Linked DNA regions of Triticum aestivum: region 2 is linked to region 1. Evidence: chromatin contacts called from public Hi-C data. All regions are on one chromosome and are shown on one strand. Each heading gives the region's core, a stretch centred on a gene start, on an enhancer-like site or on the middle of the called end of the contact. The rest is flanking DNA. Distances are from core to core; before and after follow the strand shown. Region 1 holds the start of LOC123131922. Region 2 holds the start of LOC123131924 (50S ribosomal protein L4).

Region 1 (6,139 bases), core at 3,410-5,909:
CACGATGTGTGCTAAGGAAAACTGAAAATCATAGAGCATCCTGTATTAGGCACCTCTCACCTTTGTCTCAAAAAAAAGACACCTCTCACCTCATGAGTCATTTTGCTCAACAACAAAAAAAACCTCATGACTCATTTTTTGCCAAACTGTCATCCTAATCATCTTCTTATGAGATTCTTCAAGCTAAACGTGGATGCTTAATTTGATGTGCACTCATGAACAGGAGGATCAGGCGCTCTCATTAGAGATCAACTCGGCTATTTCACGTCGGCTAGTTGCCGAGGGATCCCTTTTGTTTGATGTTGCAACAGCTGAAGCTCGTGCTCATGTCCCAAGGTTTAATACTTGCCGGGCAAGTGCTGCAAGCAAAATCGTCATGGTGGAATCTGACCATATGGAGGCCCTCAAGGTTATGCATCAGGAGGCGATTCTACCAGACATGAGTGCGACGACGGTCTATGAGGAGTGTCCGTTTCGTTGTCTCAATTTTGTCCAACTAATATTAGTCCTTGTTCTAAGGATACTAATATGGCAGCGCGTGTCTTAAATAGTTGGGTGTTAGATGAACATGTCTTAACCTGTAAGCTGTAGCTGCAGCTCGCATCGGCGTCCCTGATGGTGGGGTGGACGGCTGCGGCGCCGCCATCTCCACGTCGGGACTGCCCTGCAGAGATCCTCGACGGAGATGTTGTTCCTTCGCTCCACCCTTCTGTAGCAGGCATCAAGAAACCAAGCAGCTGCACATTGTAGCCTTTTCTTTTACAGAAGTGGTAGCATTTTGTGCTGCAGTAGTTAGTATTGATTTTCTCCTTCAAGATTGCTGCAGTAGTTAGTAATCAAGATTGACAGGAACAATGGTTCAAGATTGCTGCGGTAGTCAGTATTGATTTTGTTCTAAATCACGCTTGCTGCAGTAGCTAGCAATCCTGTTGAGTTCACTGAATGTTAATGGGCATCATGTTCCAGAATTCAGAGGGTTCTCTCGCTGTATATACTCTTACATCAGAAAGGTCATAAACATTACACTTCTATGAATATCATCCCAAGGGGCAAACGAGTGACCTGAAATTTTGAATATCATCCCAAGGGGCAACCGATTTACTTTGAGATTCCAGAAAAAAAATTCGGGATGCCCGTCCCAGGAGAAACTCACAGTTGTTACTAGCCAAAATTCGGCAGCCAACCAAGCGCCCTCTACATATCTCTGAGCAACCTTCTGTTTCTTATGCTTGCATGACTATACATAACATACCACGATCTGATGATGCACCAAGATCCTAATAGACCTGTGCTGCAGTCATAAGTTCCCTTCACTCGGCTCCTTTCCTATACAAGAACACAAGTTGTACTTCATCCAGGCATTCAGATGTTGATCCGTGGGCTGGCCTAGAAAATAGAAATCATGCATCAATCCCTGGCCCTGGGTACGCAGGGAGACTCATGATCCGCCTGTCAACCACAGGGGCACCCACCGTAAAATGGTACAAGCTTTGGAACTCCAGGTCTTTCAAACCAAGAACCTCATGAACTGCACAACAAATGTATGTAGGAAATTAATTAGATATTTTGTCAGGAATTTAAATTACAGGTAATACCTACAGCTACCAAAGAATAATGAAAAACTGAAATGAGTTAAGGAGTTAAGTTTTTGGAAACAAGATCTTCCAAGTTCCAAGGGTACCAATAGGTAGTTCACGATTTCCGAACCTCAAAACATAATACTGATAAATTTGTACTTGCTACAAACTGAATCATGTAGAAACAAGTCAAACAACATATATGATCTGTTATTCAAGATTAAAGCATATACATGTAAGATTTTAGTGACCAAAACCAATAAAGCAGCAAGGTTTCCCTGATCCATACACAAGAACACATTGTGATGATTTTTAATTGTAAGGGGGAACCTTGTACCCGCCCACACAATAATTTCCCACACTTTAATGCGGCATTTACAAAGTATTCAGCAAAAGGACCATAAGAGGCTTAGTCATTCCACCTCTTGACAGTACAATTATATCTTTAGCTTAAGCTTACTAAATGATCTGCAAGCGTGAACACAACAAATGCAGCTTTATAGCTTGGTTTGAAGTTTGAACCACGAGGCGTAACTGTTCAGCACAATGGTATGTTCTAAATCGGTTGTTCAGAGAGAAAAGTTGGGTACCAGCAAATGAAGATTACTTGCCAAACACAGCTAGTAAGATCTATTTACCATATATAGTTAAGGGAGCATACATACAGTTCAATTACTAACTGGTCTTTTGAAAATACCGGATCATCTTACCAGCATCATCAAAGTAGCAACCAATCCCCGTGGCAGATATCCCTACAGCATGCGCCTCAAGGTAGAGAACTTGACCAAGAACACCAGTCTCCCAGAATAAACGAGGATACATCCATTCACCTTTGTCATCCAGCACAGGTTCAAATCGAGCAATCATCCCAAGGCTAAAACATCCATGTGAGGCAATATCCTGCATCAAGAATCAGGAATGCATCATGAGCATCTCACCTCCAATTCCATGATAAACTATAAAACTAATACTTTGAGTATTCACATGAGCTCCACTAATTACTGCAAAAATAAATAAAACCACACAACATCCCAACTTGGCGGGTTCCCCTATCGAAGGATAACGGAACAAGGTTTGACACCCTACGGTGTAAAAGAAAAAAAGAAAGGAAACTAAGCCAAAAACAAAAGCAACCACATGCTACTTGAACTTGTATCATAACATAGAGCTAAACAGGCAAACAGCGGCACCACATCTACAGGTGGGAGATTAAGTTTCTGAACTTCAGCCACACAGGGACCCCATTGATCAGCATGATTGAGACACACAAGCAGAAGGAATCCAAACAATGTTCTTCACCAAACAGAAGGTAGCCTCTACATACAGTTTGAGCATGGCAAAGGCCATTCATTATAAATCAATGAAAAAATTGTTCAGCAGCCACAAAGATATAATTATTTGTGTTAAAAGAAGCCATAAGCAATAACAGTTGCTGAATTTGATCATATACCTGCATACATGATATCTGCATTGCCAACCTCTGGCAATCCCCTTTCATCAGCCTGTAGAGTGGGAGGCCATCAGGGCATCCCTCTGGTCGAGCCCACTCAAAATCTTGTCGCATAGCATGTCGTAATGTATCAAAATGCTCTTCGTTCCTAACCAAGAAATACAGCCCCTTGGGCAGTCCTGAGACACGGTGCACAAACAGTGCGGCGTGCACCTCTGCGTCCCATGGCAACACGCGAAATGGTAGAGCGCTCTGTGGTCCCTGTCGCCCCCCCGGGCTAACCTCGCCTGAAGGCAGGCAATGCAGCAGTATCTGATAGAATTCCTCCTTCCCCATCACGTGCTCCCCGTCCATGTCAACCGCGCTCCTCCGCCGCCGTACCACCTCCTGCGCCGTGAGATCCTTATACAGCCCTTCCGACAATTTGGAGCTCGTGTTCCACGGGCTCACCGAGAAGCCCTCCCCAGGCATAGGTTGGTGTTTCTTGACAGCCTCTGCCGTCTTGTAAATGACATCCCACACCACATGATCCTTGCTGAGCGCATTCGCCTTGCCCACCCACTCCAACTCATCGAATTCCCTCAGAGCATCACTCATCCTCCCATAGTCCACCTCCGGCTCTTCTGAGCCCGCAGGGAACAACAGGAGAGCACAATCTGGGTGTTGCCTCTCCACCCATGGCGCTGGCCCCTTCTTGCCACTCACCATTTTGATTTTGTCTGCAGGAGCAGGGGCAGGGCACCCTTTGTCAACCCCCACTAGCCTCCCAAGGTCCTGATCGGACAAGCCGTCGAGCAACCGCGCATCCCACCCAAGAGTGGCTGCGGCCAGGGCGACCGCGGCCAGCGCGTGGCCCACGTCGTGGTTGCAGTACCGCAGCGCCCGCTCGCCGTACTTCCAGGCCTCCCGCCAGAAGACGGACGACAGCGCGAGCACTGCGGTGGCCGGCCGCGGCAGGAGCGCCGAGCGGTCCCCGGCGGACAGGGTGGCGCGGGCCTCGAGGAGGTGGTCGCGGGGCGCGTAGTGGGAGAAGACGAGGCGGCTGGGCTCCCGCGGGTCCTCGAACAGGACGTGGGCCTCGGTGGGGTGGAGGTTGCCGCTGCTGGGGTTGACGCGGAGGGACCAGGTGGACGCGCCGGCGGACTTCCAGGCGGAGAGGGCGAGCGAGTGGAAGAGGAGGTCGGAGAGGGAGTCGAGCGAGAGCGGCCGCGGCGGCGGGGGCGGCGCGTGGAAGAGGGCCGGGTAGGGAACGGGCGCCGGGGGCGGCGGGTTGGGGAGAGGGGTGGCGGGGGAAGGCGAGAAGCGGAGGAAGGGGTTGGGCTGGTTGGCCCAGTCGAGGCGGCCCGGGCCGCGCGCGTAGCCGGCCGTCAGGCTGTGCTTGGTCCGGCAGTGGTACTCCGCCGCCGGTGAGGAGGACGGCGTCGCGGAGGGGGAGGCGGGGGCGGAGGACATCGCGACGCGGTGGATGGCCGGGAGGGGAGGAGCGGCGCGGCGAGGGGGGACGTGGTGGCAGCAGCGCCGGAGGAGGAGCATCTCGGGTGGAAGACGTCTCCTCCGGTTCCGGGAGGGAGGGAAGGGGATCGAATGCGGCAGAAGCTTCGGTGAGTGGGCCGGGCCGGGCAGTAAGAGGGACAGCACCCGAGCTTACTCAAAGGCCCAAAGGAAGCCCTAGCCCATCTAAGCTTTCCCCTTCTCTCCCAGTCTTGGCCTCTCTCTCCCCGTCTCCCGTCTCCCTTCCCAGCCGCCTCGTGCCTCGCCCTCTCCCATCTCCGACTGCGCCGCCGCCCCCTGTGCCAGCGTTGCTTGCTCCGGCCCCGTTATCGCCGACTGCTCAGCTCCAGTACTCAGAGATGGCGGCGAGGAGAGCCAGCGCCCGCGCGCGGCCCAACGTGCTGGTGACGGGGACGCCGGGGACGGGGAAGACGACGACGTGCTCCCTCCTCGCCGACGCCGCGGGCGTGGCGCACGTCAACATCGGCGACCTGGTCCGCGAGAAGGGCCTCCACGACGGCTGGGACGAGGACCTCGACTGCCACGTCATCAACGAGGACCTGGTATTGAGCCTCCTCCCCACCCCCAAATCCTAATTAGTAGGAGTAATACACTTGCTTCTGATTCATCCGTAGGCTTCTTCTTGAGGGTGAAATCGTCGGTTCCATTAAGCAATAGGTGCAGCTAAATCACCCACCACACACAGGGTTTATTACAAAGTCAGCTAGCTCACCCACCACATCAGAGTTTCAATTTTGTAGTACCAATTTCGGCAAACAAGGACGGGAAGGGGAAGGGCAAAGTCTCAAACTCACCATGGCTAGGAAAATGTCACCTCTCGCATGGGAGGAGGACATGGAGATGGCTGAGAACTTGAGTGTGGCCATGCTCGGTAGGGAGTTGTGGGGTCGCTTTGATCTGCAGGATGGGGGCACAGTAGCAGTGGCGGCTAGCCTTCTCCTTCAGTTACCGGCGACATCAAGCCAACACCATGGCTGAAGGGAGGGAGCTACATCAGCGTACATATCTGGGGGAGGGAGCAGCGGAGCAGCGGCTGGACCTCGGCCTTCTCCTTCCTCGATGGCGTGGTGACTGCTGCTGCTTGGGGCAGGGGATGAGGGAACACCGGTCGGTTATGGAGAGAATGCGGCGAGAAAGGGGGCACGGGGGTTGTTCTGTATGGATAGGTTTAGGGTTTTGACGTATCCACAAGTATCCAAATTAAATTTTTTTTTGGGAAATGGAAAATCCTCTGATACATACGGGATACATATCTAGGTTTATCTGGATGTATCCCTGTATTGGGACAGTGTCCACCCCTGATACGGCAGCTTTGTGCTGTACCCACTGTTTTTAAGGCGGTAAGGCGAGGCGAGGTGCTGGGGGGGCGCCTCACTGCCTAAGCGCTAAGGCATAAGGCGAGGCGACGCCTTTGAGAGTTCTATGCAACAGAATTAAGTAGAATTTGGTAGGCAGTAGGCAACTAGGCATACAGCCATACACAGCTTGCTGTTGCCTGCTGTCTTGGAGAGGTGCTGCTTGCTTGCTGTCCTGGAGGAGGGAGAAGCTGCAGGAGAGGTTGGGGAGGAGGAACTGCAGGAGAGGAGGGGGAGGGGGATCT
Region 2 (6,997 bases), core at 1,471-3,970, 800 kb before region 1:
GCAATGTTCCATGACGTGCTCTTCCTGTTCCCTTTTGCTTATAAGGCTTTCTTCCTGTGCCGCTCACTTCACTGATAGTTTTAGTTGAGTGTGTCCCCTGTGAAAGACAGGTGCATGCAATTATCAGAAGGTGCATTAGAAGGATAGAACTTAAAAATCTAAACTTCAGAAAGTAACTGATATTACGCAAACATATTATACAGTAGATCACATGATTTGCGAGCTTGTAAGCGGAAGGCAATCAACAGAACAAGAGTGATCATAGTGTGCACCTGTTGCCTTTTAGCAAGCTGCCACCTTACTACCCTGTGAACAATATCCTTCCTAATTGGAACGTCAAAAACATCACCATCCAAAACCATGAATCCCTTGTCCTCATTATGGAAGTTTGTTACTCTAGCTACTAGGTCCTCATACTGCCCTGTAATAGAATATTACTTACAACTCAGCATAATGTGAAGATCACATATATAGCTTTCATTAGCCAATTATGATACAATTGAAACTAGATAAAAAGTGAAATCAAGTTCCGTCCCATTATAGAAAATCTTGTTCAGCGAAGCTAGATTTTCAATCAAAGTAAGAGCGCAGAGTCAACTAAGAAATATATGCTGGTTAGATAAAAACAGAGCATAAGGTGCCACTTTATCCATTAATTCAAAAACCTAATTTTTATAGTGAATTTTTTGATTCAAGGCTTTGTTGCTACATTAAAACTGAACCTGATTACAGGTGTCCACTTTAAGCGTTGGCAGACCAAAACTACCTTGTGGCTCACAGCGATGAATGTGTTCTGGGTCACTGGTGGCACTCCCGAAAGAACGATTCCTCCTGATCAGAAGGCATTTAGGGAGGCCAGCACCACCTTTCTTAGAGCCATTTTGAGTGTGATCGGAGACAAGTTAGATGATGCATATCTCCTTATGCGGGTTGCCTTCAAGCTCCTTAGCGATGTACTTTTATCTCATGTGCCTCATCCAGCACAGGACAGTTTTCAACCATGCTGCAGTCATGGAACTACTCCATGGCAATACAACACGCTCCCAGCATTACTACCACCAGATTTTTCCTTGAGCGCATCCCACAAGTTCTTGGCAACCCACATATGGAGATATGCATCAACTAAGTTGTCTCCGATCACACTCAGAACGGCTCCTACAAAGACGGTGGTGGCCTCCCTAAACGCCTTCTTCTGATCAAGAGTAATCATTCCTTCGGAAGTGCCGCCAGCAACCCAAAACACATTCATCGCTGTGAGCTACATGGTAGTTTTGGTCTACCAATGCTTAAAGTGGACACCATAAAACAGGTTCGGCTTTAATGTAGCACCAAAGCCTTGAATCAAAAATTGCCTATAAAAAGTGTTGTTTTTATCTAACTCAAGAGAAACAGCATTGTGATAGCAGCAGATGGATAAGAAACACCAGAAACACACCAAGCTCTCGGTCTGGTGTCCAGACAGTCTTGCTAGATAGAAGTTCCGGTGGAATCAGCACTTCATTTGCTGGAGCCATAAGAGTAGAATACCCATTGGAGTAGACATTTGGCAAAATCTGCAAATGATGAAAGCTAACTGAGAAGGCAGAACAAGAATCAGATGCCATGAAATATAGCCAAGACACTTAATAGTTAATACATAACAAGATACAGAAAATAAACTTTTGAACATAGCACATTGTTGCTATTTGCTAATCCTCACTGAGACAGAACTCGAGCAAGCCCATATTTGTTAATGATTGCAATCTGGATCTGAAAGTACCTGAGCAAGCTGATACCTAAACCCAATCACACTCAATCAAATGCTACATTTCCAAACTAGAAGCGACCAAGCATAAAATCCACCACAAAAATCTGTTCACAGAGTAGCATCTGGTTATCTGTCAGGTCCTATAACGAGGGGCAGTTTTAGCACATACATCTATAGGCACCAAACAAACGAGGGACAAGCTCAGTTATCCAATGCTACACAAGCCTGGCAGCCATATCCAACGGCAGTTGTTATTTAGCATCATGTCTTAATTACTGTTGATTTTAGTTCAGTTAAAACAGGCAGTCTGTTTAGCCATTTAACTCTACTGTTCTGCCACTATACTCATGGAAGCTGTTCAGTTATCTATGCCTCTCAGGTTGTGAATGAGAAGTAAGAAGAAAAATCCCTGAAACTACTAATTTCTTAAGAGTAGATAGCAGCATATGCGATTTCTTCTTCCCAAATATCAGGAATATGACCCAAACCCCCAAAAAATCAGTGTCAATTGCTCCACAAATCCTGACTGGCTGATGGGATCTTGGTACCATCCCGACGGACGCGCCCAAATCCATGGTTTCTAAAACCGTCGTAAACCCTACATATCCAGCAAGCGAAATGCGGTCTCACGTATTCCAACTGGCGGAGCACGTCGCACCAGCCCCAAGGAGAACCAACGTGACAGATGGGGTTCGAGAGCCAGACCTTGGCGAGGAGCGGGGTGTCGCGGCCGGCGGCGCCGAGCTGAGGCGGGCAGGCCACGGCTCGGCGCAGGAGGGACGCGGCACGTGCGAGGGCTTGCATCGGCTGGCCGCGTCCTCTCCGCCCGGCTCCAGCAAGGCTAGGCTGGTGGTTTTCGCGGCGGCGGCGGCGGCGGCGGCTGACGGGGAGGGAGAGAGGATGGAGCAGGAGGGTTCTGGAGGGGAAAGGGTTGACGGGTCGGGCTCGGCTCTGCCTGGCTGGGCTGCGTGTTTTTTTAGATCAACAGGCCAAACGAGCCCGCCCGTGCTAATCGTGTCTTTCACGGAAAATCCTATGCGCCGCTCATTGCGTCAAAATGTCGACAGAACGCACAGGCAATACCCCGCATCGCTAGCAATGGGCCGGCCCATTAAACCAGAGCTAGACATCCGGTTTTGGGAAGCCTCTAGAAGGTTCCCTGAACCGTTTTTTCTTGTTTTTACCGTTTTTCCTGTTACTTCTTGGGTTTTTTCGTTTTTCTTTTCTCTGTTTTTCTGTTTCGTTTTCTTCTTCTTTTTCTGGTTTCCGTTTTTTCCCTTTTTTGTTTCTTTCGAAAATTGTTCAGAAAGTCCAAAATTTGTTCGTGTTTCTAAAAAAGTTCCAAATTTCAAAAAATGTTCGTGTTTAAAAAAAATGTTCAAAATTCGAAAAATGTTTGCTTTTTCCAAAAATTGTTCCGGCATTAAAAAATTATTCTGAATGTTTTTGTTCAAAAAATTTCACATTTTTAGAAAACGTTTCTGTTTTAAAAATTGTTCATGTTTTCATTTTTTCAGAAGTTTCAAAAATGTTCCAGTTTTAAAAATTGTTCATGTTTTCATTTTTCAGAAGTTTAAAAAAATGTTCCAGTTTTAAAAATTGTTCACAAGGTTTTAAAAAATCGTGTTTGGAAATTTTGTTCAGGAATTTGAAAATATGTTCACCTTTCCAAATTTTGTTCTGAAATTTGTAAAAATGTTCTGGTTGCAAAAAAACTGTTCAAGATTTTCAAAAAATATTCTTGTTTTTCGAAAATTTTATAGCTTTTTAAAAGTTGTTCACAAATTTAGTAAGTTTTTGCTTTTCACACAACATTCCGTTTTTAAAAAAATATTGCTTCCGAAATTCTTAGACTAATTCAGATCTGCGCAGCTTATTTGTTCTTTAAGTTTGATGCTAGCCATTTCATCAGCTACGACTGCTAGCCTAGTTGGCAAGAAGTCATGCTGTGTAGCCAAGCATCGCGCGTTCGAATCTTTGTCAACGCCTATTATTTTTTAGCTACAGGGCGCGTTCGTGCCGTGCCAGCCCACATGCTGCACCTATCAGCCCAGGCACGGCCAAGAATAACTAGTTGGCGAGCGCTTCTTTGGGAGCCTCCTAACCATCACTTGACATGCTCTTAACTGTCGGCCCGCCGCCACGTGTCACACTCTGGTCGTTCCCTTTAAATTTTTTAATTTTTTTCGCACGTGTTTTCAGCTTTTTAAATGGTTTTTATTTTTTTGAAATTTTTACTTTTTCACCGATCTTCCTTAACTTTTGAAAAAGAATCCAAAAAAAATTATGCGTAAAATATGTTTTTTTCTTCTGCAAGAGGCACGATTTTGCTTTCGCGGGAGGCACAGTTTTGCTTTCGCAAGAGGTACGACCATGCTTTTCGGAAACATGAAAAAACATGCTTTTAGTGTTTTTTTCTGCGAGAGGCGTGGTTTTGCTTCTGCGAGAGGCATGATTGTGCTTTCGCGAGCCTATCGGAAACAGGACAAAAATGTGTTTTTTGTTTTTTTTCCTTTCACGAGAAGTACGGTTTTGATTCCGTAAGAGGTACGGTTGTGCTTTCGCGAGAGACATGGCCATGCCTTTTGGAAATGAAAAAACGCGTTTTCTGTATATTTTTTTTCTTCCGCGAGAGGCATAGTTTCGTGATCATGCCTCTCAAAAACGCAAATAAAACATGTTTTCTGTTTTTTCCCATCCGCGAGAAGCAAGCTTTTACTTCCGCGAGAGACACGATTGTGCTTTTGCGAGAGGCACGGGCGTGCCTCTCGGAAACGGAAAAAAAATGCGTTTTCTGGTTTTTTCGCGAGTGGCACAGTTTTCCTTCCGCGAGAGATGCGGCCGTGCCTCTTTCAGAAAGGAAAAATATGTGCTCCCAATTAGGTTTTTCATTCATCTTTTTTCATGAAAAAAAGTTTGTTAAACCTATCAACATGAAATCTAATTTGAAGTTCTCGATGCGAGGAATCCAATGATGAAAAAACGGTTTAAAATTTGGACGCACGGTTTAAGAGATAAAATGTTTTGAATAAAGGACGTACGGAAAAAGAGATAACTCTCAGATCACGATAAATGGCGTGGGTGTAGTGCGTCATTTGTCGTAACCTAAAAAGATGAGAGTGATCTTTGAAAGGAATATTCCTTAATTAGTTATTTCGGGCATGACCGCTTACCTAAACAGGCCGGCCCGTCGGCACGCCAAGCACTCTTGGGCCATGTACTTTCTGCCTGTTGAGCTATAGCCTATAAATATTTTAAATATCTAGGAAAAACAAAGAACTAATTGTGTAGTCTCGTACCAGCCCGCGTCCCCGTCCCCCGCCCCTGCTTGGCTCATGACGTGCATGTGTGCTAGCGGGTCGGCCCAGCTGGCACGACCCATTTGGCCAGTTTTGCCGGCTCCGTTGCACATAGACGCCCGAATAAAATGGGATTGTTTTGTCCAGTACAGATATAACCAGCGAGATAAAATGAAAATTGAAAAGCACACCATACACTTGACGTTTTAAGCTATTTACAAAGTGGCAGTAAAACTGAAACACCAAAAAACAGGGAAACATGCTACGATAAAGATGCTACACTTGCAGCTGAGGGGTTGGGGCAGCGGCTAATAGACAATCTCCGGTGTAGATGTAGGACTCATCAACCCCAGGCCACCCAGCACGAAGTTAGTTGAGTAACCATCGACAGCTCCTTGCTCCTTCACCCCCACTCCAGTTGTGTGTGTCTTCTCAGCAAGCCTTGTAGGTGGGGGCAGAAATTGGTCCATCTGTTCCAGCATGTGGTCCTTGAATAGGAGGCGCCATTTCTTGACAGTTCTTAAAACCATCGACCAAACCTGGGTTAAAGAAAGTCAAACAACACTGTTAAAAATCATGTTGTTCCTGTGCTTCCATATATACCATAAAACAACAGATGAAACAGAGTTAATGGCATCCATTTTCTTGCTCGCAATCCAACATGAAGAAATAGATTCCACAGAGATGCAAATTTGTTTAGAGAGAAAGGAACTAATCTCCTCCCAAACAATCTTGGCTATTAAACAGTCAAAGAAGAGAGGTTGCACACTCCCACGCTCTAAGCAGAAAACACACTCCACAGGTTTTCCCTTGTCATAATCTTATTATAAGCAACTAACCACAATAAAATATGTATCCTGGGAGGTACAATAAGCTTCCAGACAGCAGGAATAAAAATAGAAGAGACCCCCCTATAATTGATATTGCATAAAGAGAGCTTGAGGAGTAAACCCATGAAGCTGTGTATTACCACACTAGAGAGTCAGTATCCTTAGTAAAGAGATACTATTAGCAATAGCCTCTAACTCAAGCCAATTACATATCATAGGAGGTGAGAAAGCTCTTCTAAAAGTGAGTTTCAGGGTTACCCCATCTCCCACTTGTCTAATAGTTTGCCCCTGTTCTCTACAAAAGACATATAGGTCCCAGAATTGAATGGAAAGAGGTGATGAACCAAACCAGCAATCTTCCCAAAATATAATTTTATTACCATCCCCCAAGTGCCCATTTGTATCCGACTGCCCTAGAGGACCATACTAATCCTTTCCAGAAGGTTGATGCATCTTTATCTTGGATACATAAAATGTTTGCCATTGGTTTGTACTTCGTTCGTAAAGAAATATAAGATTGTTTAGATCACTATTTTAGTGATCTAAACGCTCTTATATTTCTTTACAGAGGAAGTAATTATTATCAACTACAGTTCTCTAGATCTTCCCCTCATCAAACATGTACCTATTCACCTAGGCACCCAACAGACAGATATTAAGATCATGAATGTTGGGAATGCCCAAACCTCCAAAATCCTTTTTCATGGTGACTAAAGGACAATTTGCCAAATGTATCTTCCTATGGTCTTCAAAACCATTCCGAAGGCAGTTTGCCATCTGGGTGTTAATCATGTCTACTGCCCATTTGGGGAATCTGCCGGATAGATGGGGATCGGATGCTAGCAAGACAAGCCTAGTCTAGCAGGATGGGAGAGTAACTTGCCTCTCCACCATGCAATCCTCTTCAGGATTTTATCAATGAGAGGTTGGACATCCTCTCTAGACAATTTCTCAAAATCTAAAGGCACCCCTAAGTATTTTATAGGGAATTTGCCTATTGGACAACCAAAGAAATCTACAAAGGCCCAATCTCATTTGCTTCTAAATTTTGGGGGATCATCTCACTTTAGTTGTAATTAATCCTCATCCCTGATACTTTCTCAAAACAGGTAAAGATCCAT

Evidence for each region. A called contact is a pair of places that touch in the nucleus more often than the background predicts.
Region 2: a Hi-C map of leaf shows a contact between it and region 1, with 5 times the contacts expected there. The contact joins the promoter of LOC123131924 here to the promoter of LOC123131922 in region 1. A contact is called at or near these places in 2 of 5 Hi-C or Micro-C datasets (both in leaf).

Annotation. Positions count from the first base shown.
Region 1 is chr6A:44,980,694-44,986,832 of IWGSC CS RefSeq v2.1, reverse strand. It overlaps LOC123131922, which reads right to left and starts at 4,659. Exons shown (of 3, transcript XM_044551646.1): 1 at 3,028-4,659; 2 at 2,288-2,477; 3 at 961-1,528. The coding sequence starts at 4,560. The coding sequence ends at 1,401. LOC123131923 (adenylate kinase isoenzyme 6 homolog) reads left to right here and starts at 4,719. Exons shown (of 3, transcript XM_044551647.1): 1 at 4,719-5,081. The coding sequence starts at 4,878.
Region 2 is chr6A:45,774,788-45,781,784 of IWGSC CS RefSeq v2.1, reverse strand. LOC123131924 (50S ribosomal protein L4) reads right to left here and starts at 2,720. Exons shown (of 7, transcript XM_044551648.1): 1 at 2,453-2,720; 2 at 1,436-1,553; 3 at 273-421; 4 at 1-97. The coding sequence starts at 2,551.